Regions from separate parts of the Rattus norvegicus genome. Here region 2 is linked to region 1. Evidence: chromatin contacts called from public Hi-C data. All regions are on one chromosome and are shown on one strand. The core of a region is the stretch at or near the end of the contact, and the rest is flanking DNA. Distances in the headings are between cores, read along the strand shown.

Region 1 (2,986 bases), core at 325-2,824:
TTCCTTCTGGGATTCAAGCGACCCTCCATTTCTTTTTTTGAGGGTCATGCCCAGATTATACTCCTATTTCGCCTCTCTGCACAGGCTTGAAAAACCCCAAAGAAGAGTATAGAGCCCTGTGGCTGTCGACCCAACTAGAGGTGGGGGTTAGGCCTGGAGAAGAGAATCAGACCAGTGAGGAATGTCTTTTGAGCCTCCTCACAGACACACAGAACGGAGAGCATGCTTGCCCACACCTGCCCGTAGCTGCATGAAAGGTGGCAGGCACCACACAATTCCCTCTGCTGCCACTTTATCCCATCTTAGTTCATCGAGCAGAGTTTCGCTATTTTCTACTTCAATTAATTAACTTGGAAACATGCTTATTATAAACCACTAAATAAATTTCATGGCTTACCTGATGTAAAATTTACAAGTGGATTTTTTTTCTGCATAGGCTCTATGCGTGGTTTGTGTATAAAACAATTATTATGAATCTCTCTCAGAAAGACTCAAGGAAACATGGGAACCAGACTGGACTAGTAATGAACCAAAAATCAAGGATTTTTGGGAACTGGTATCCTTGTGTGTGCTAAAACCCTCATTAATTCTTTGTTTGATTACTATTAGGAAAGACAGAAAAAAAATCACGATGTTTATTTGGAAAGTGTGACAAACTTCCTCATGGTGAATGGGGACAATCCTGAGTCCACATGCTCTGGGAAGATGGTATTTGAAAAGCTCCCACCTCATTAACTATAAATTTACAGATTGGTGAATGAGGTGGTTCCTTAAACAGAGCCATTTTTTTTTCAGTGCAAATAAAACATTTTAATGGAGTCAGACAAAAAAGTCATTAAGATACCTTATACTCAAATCCCACCCTGAGTTCTATCCCACTGATAAGAAACAAATTCTTTTTCTTCCCCCATATTTTTTCATGTATTCCGATCTCGGGCGTTTACTTTGTGCAGATATGAAGAGGCACTATCTTAGATTCCAAGAGAATATGAGTTGGCACACTCTGCCTTCCTTCTTCAAATTTAGCCAACATCAGAAAATCCACAAGGCCGAGAATATACAGGTGAGGTAAACATTTGCCTCCAGTCTGGTGGCTTAGACGGATCTGAGTAGCAAAGATTCAGCAGGGTTGTGTGGTACTGAAGACAGTCAGAGAGAGGCTCTGCTGTAGACACTGCATGAGCAAAGGAAGCCAGGCCCAAAGGTCACGTGACCTGGCTTCACGGGTTTTTATCGTTCATATTGTAGGGAAGAAAAGTTGGGGGTGGCCAAGCTTACTTACCTGATCCAGAAGAGTTATGTGTGATTCAATGTTAGTGGGCTTCCTGTAACGTCACCCCCTCCTTCTTTCTTAGAAATAAACGTTGCGGTCCTCCGGCAAAAGTTCTCTACAGAGAGACCCAGAACTGGAATCTAGACCCGGATGTTTAGAGATGAGATGCAGAGGTCTGGAGTTCTGAGAGGAGTGAACCAAGACGAGGTCTGATCGGGTGGATTTCCTTTCTGCCTCTGGTCTCTAAGCAGTTTGTCCTGCAGTTTCTAGATCTGAGATCTGTTTGCCAGGGCCCAGCCGGGAGGGGACTCCCAATAGAGAGTCGGTTTCAGTTTCTATTCCTTGAAACGAACTGGTTTTCAGAATTGGGCTGGGCCGGCTGCCTAGTATTCTTCAAATAGGAGCAGAGCCCTGCTGTGCTGACCCAAGTTCAACAGGGCTGAGATGAGGGATTGGGGGGAGGCGGGGGCGGGTGGTGGAAGTGGGGGTGGGGCCATTGGGGTGGGAATTGTGTCCGCTTAGGGATTTTAACAGCCAGCCCAACATCAGAGCATTCTGTGCCTGAACCCTTTTCACATACATGGACACCACCTGTGGAGATGCTGGCCCTGGGTAATGTTAACCTCAAGACCCAGCAAACTCAGGCCCCTCAAGTGCTTGGAGGTGGCACTGAGATCTCGTTCCGTATGATTTGTTTTCCCTGTTCACTCGCTCACTTGGTTACTCACTGTCTTTTTAAGGGAGAATGTCAGAACACCGGCGCCTTGTCCTTCCTAGTGTTTGAGTGGGAAGAGGGTCTGAGCTGAGAGGGGGCATATTTCATTTTCCTTAGATCCTGGAGGTAGATTATTAGAGAGTCAGATACCTGAGCAAAAAGCAGGGATTGGACACTTTGACGGTGGCATAGAAGCACTGACCCCTGTGTGATGTTCTTCTCATGAAGAAAAGCAGAAATGTTTTCTAGCAACCGGCTACGGTCACAGTGTCAAAGCGGGCAGTGAGGAGGAGTGGAACTGCTTTCAGAGCCGTGGGCGGCTCCGTAATTCTCTTTGCTGCTCTGCGGTCCGGTCCGGGCGAGCTCTCACTGCACAGCTGAGCAAAGAGAAGCAGAGCTGAGCCTGTTCCATCCTCACTGCGCGAGTGAGGGAGAGGAATGAGGAGGCCCCTACTGGCGCTTTCTGGTGTCCCCAACACAACGTCTGCCCATTACAGGCTCAGTATTGACCAGAGGTTTGGGCAATGCGATCCTCTGGTCACAAGGAGCCCTCTCTGTCATCCCTCCGAGTGACCAGTAATGTGATCCTCTGCTAGTGCTGGTGGCTTTCTCTTTTTCCTTACTGGAAAAGACTGAGTTGCTGTGAATAGGAACAAATGTCAGCTGCTTTCACTTTCCTGTTTAACAAACTGGAGGGTCTGAGTGAAAGCTAGCATCTACCTTTGTTTGATCTCTCTAAGCCCTCAGCTTCTCTCCTTAAAGCCTGAGGAGAAACCAGGCTGCTGCAAATCTCTGGCTAATTTCGATCTTTAGAGACCGGAAAATTATATGTCCTGCTTTCTTTATGTGATTTCTATAAGAACAAACAGGAACAGGTCTGAGGACAGTACAGGATGGTCAAGAAGAGAGTTTCTGGAACCTTCTGTCTCAGTGAGCCAGCATTTCAACTCAGGAGATCTCATTACTCCAGAGACAGTGTCTCCCTTGATCTCAGAGTA
Region 2 (2,888 bases), core at 280-2,779, 330 kb after region 1:
GATTCTGTGCTCTGCAGAGATGCTGGGAGAGTGTATAAAAAGGTCAAGAAAGCAGGCTTAGAAAGAAGGGCAACTCTACCTAGTGTCTCCTTACAATTTTGTTTTACGTCCTCTTCTGCCCACAGAGCCCTTAAGACACTCCCTACTTTCTGCATCATTCCTGGTGTCTTGTAGGAACAAGTTAGTGAATGATCACTCTGTAAACACATACCTACAGGTCCTCCTTACCTTGGGCTCTGGAACACCCGGTGAAGTCTGTGGGTAGGAGGGTCTGGCTGAGGTTGAGTGTATCAAGTAATCAACTGGCAGTACCCTCTGGGGAGTGGCCTGTGGTTTCCTGCTCCCCTCTTGGGTGAGAGATCCAAGGGTGGTGGGAGCCAAGGCTTAGGCAAAGGCTCAGGCACAGCAGGGTGTGGGAGGGAGTGAGACTATAGTAGAGGTGAGTGGAAGGTATGGATTCGAAGACTTTCGGATTAAAAAAAAAGCAAAAAAAAAAACCAAAAACCAAAACAAAACAAAAAACCAAAAAACAAAACGGTCCAACCAGTGAGATGTGGCTTGCTCTGAGTTGCTAATTATGCAGGGCTTAGATCTCAAAAACAGTCTGTGCTCTGGGGCCACTGCTGACATCCAAGTCAGGCCCAGAAGCTCTTGGTCTTCATCTTTCCTTTCCCTCTCAGGCTGCTTGAAGCTGATTGAGGTATTCCTTGTTTAGAACTCTGTTCAGCCGGTTCCTGATGAGTCTCCCTGTTCCTCCCAGTTCTCTCCATGTTTCTTTTGCTTTGAAGTACAAAGGAATACAGTTGCAGGGGTTACATGGCACTCCCCTATTCACTTTTAGGGTTACCACAAAAGCTTGTGATTCTTTCCCTCCTTAGGACTGAGCTTCTACCCCCGCACACAGGCCTAACTTTGGTTTCCCCACCCATAATGGGGCACCCACCCCCACCCCCGCCCCACCCCACCCCAAGAAAAAGAAAAAAGAAAAAGAAAGAAATGAAACGGCCAGCTGGCTCTTACCCACTTTGGGCAGCAGGTGTTTCCTCCCTAGCTTCCCTTTTGCATCTCATACTTGTTGCTTGCACACCCTCACCCCTCTCTTGCTGCCTTTTTCAAATTAATAGCCTGCAACTTCCCTTGCATATAGAGAATGGTTCCCAGGTTCTTACTGGGATTAGTGAACGCTCTTTTTGCTGAGGAAATGCTTCTAACACCACCAAGTGCTGTACCCCTCAAAGTTGGTGAAGCTCTAGATTCACTGGGCTGTACAAGGGACACTTGGGAAAAATCTGAACAGGACAAGCCTGAGGGTGTGAGTGGGGTTGGCTCATCTACACAGGAGCTGCGACTGAGAGGGAAAGGGCCCCCAAACATCTTTGCTACCACTGCCTTCTTAAGTTTGGGGACTTGGGAAATCCCGTTGTTTAGATCTTGACCGGTGATCAGGAAGTCAGCAGTAGAGGAAGGCCCCGGAAGGAGGGGCCAGCGCGGACTCGCCCGCGGCAGGGCGGGGACCAACAGAGGGGCCTCGGGGCTAGGGGAGCGCCGCCCCGCCCTCCCGGGGAAGGACCACATTGCTTGCTAGCAGGAAGGCCAGCCAGACCGGAGGAGGCCGCTCCAGCGTTGGGTGTTGCCGGTCCGGGGCTAGCCTGGATCCGGGCAGGGTGAGTTGAGACGATCGGGTGAGCTGGGCCGGGGACGCCAGCGTCTTCAGTCCTGGGGATTGTCCCAGGAGGGCAAGGAGCTTGGAGGAGGGAGGCCGCACAGCTAGGGGAGTCAGGTCTGAGTCCCGAGTGTGCTCTAAAGCCGGGGCGGTGAGAGTGGCGGCCCGCCCGGGGCCGCGCAGCGCGCAGTCTCCCCCGCGTGGGGAAGTGGTAACTTAACGCACAGCCACAGGATTCCCGGCCTTTAGCTGCTGGAGGGAGGGTGGCTTCTCCCGGAGGAGTCTGTTGTGAAACTCGGTTGGAGGGCACCGTGGGTGCGGGCAAGGGAGAGATGGGGTCGCCCTGAAGAAGTGGGGGGCTGGAGTAGAAAGTGGACTTTGTGCAAACCTCACCCCAGAGTAGTTAGTTACCAAGGCTGGTTTTTTTTTTTTTTTTTTTTTTTGCTCAGACACAAGGAAAATTTGACTCAATGTTAAAATATGTAATTTGGCAAGAAAACTTTTTTCCTAGCCTCCTTGCTAATATAGTTGGAACAGGGGGCTCCCAAGAGGTATAGAGTCCCCCATTTTACAAAATGTGGTTCAGTGGGACTGTGGCCCACCCAGTCGTGTCTCCATGGAAGAGTGGCTTTCTGGTGAAGCTTTATTTTCCTTAACCTTTACTACTGTAATGGCTCTTGTGCTTGAGAATATTGTTGGCCAGCTTTATTGTCTTCATTTCTAATACTATTTAGACTAGAGTGTTCTAGATTCTAGGGTCTTCCTGTTTCCAGTCACCAGTCCTTGGCTTTTTAGTATGGAAATCACCAGTAATGGCAATATTACATCCCTGCTTCTGTTTCTTAGAAGGCTCTATTACAGTGTGTTCAAACTCCGTGTCATTGCAACAGGTTAAACTAACTTTCTACGTAGGACATCAGGGTATTGACATTCTCATCCTAAAGTCAGTTTGTCTGTTTCCAGAGGAGGAACTGAAGCAGTGGTTCTTTAAGTAACTGACTCAGGGCTTTCCTGCCTGGCGCGCCTGCCAGGCATTGTGTAGCATTGTACTGCATCTCTTTGACCAGTTCCCCAGGTGAAGAGCCTGCATCCCTCCTAGGTCTTACCTTCTTTATCCTTGAATTATTTAGCACATCTGCTCGGTCTTCTTCTCAGTTCCTCTGTCCCTCTGAAATTATGGAGCCTGGTCTATCACACAGAGTATAACAACAGAAAGTAATTCGCT

Evidence for each region. Hi-C and Micro-C count contacts between places; a contact is called where the count stands out from the background.
Region 2: a contact with region 1 is called in a Hi-C map of psoas muscle, with 2.0 times the contacts expected there. The contact joins the enhancer-like site here to the promoter of Irgm in region 1. A contact is called at or near these places in 2 of 12 Hi-C or Micro-C datasets (the Rat2 cell line and psoas muscle).

Annotation. Positions count from the first base shown.
Region 1 is chr10:33,741,004-33,743,989 of GRCr8, forward strand. Irgm (immunity-related GTPase M) reads right to left here and starts at 1,575. Exons shown (of 3, transcript NM_001012007.1): 1 at 1,283-1,575.
Region 2 is chr10:34,069,857-34,072,744 of GRCr8, forward strand. The region is part of intron 1 of Mgat1 (alpha-1,3-mannosyl-glycoprotein 2-beta-N-acetylglucosaminyltransferase); the gene reads left to right. Among named protein-coding and RNA genes, the nearest start is that of Mgat1, 4.9 kb to the left of the region's middle. Within about 2 kb of position 1,530, at least 82 of the 93 cell types and tissues checked have an H3K27ac peak or open chromatin away from gene starts, as enhancers often do.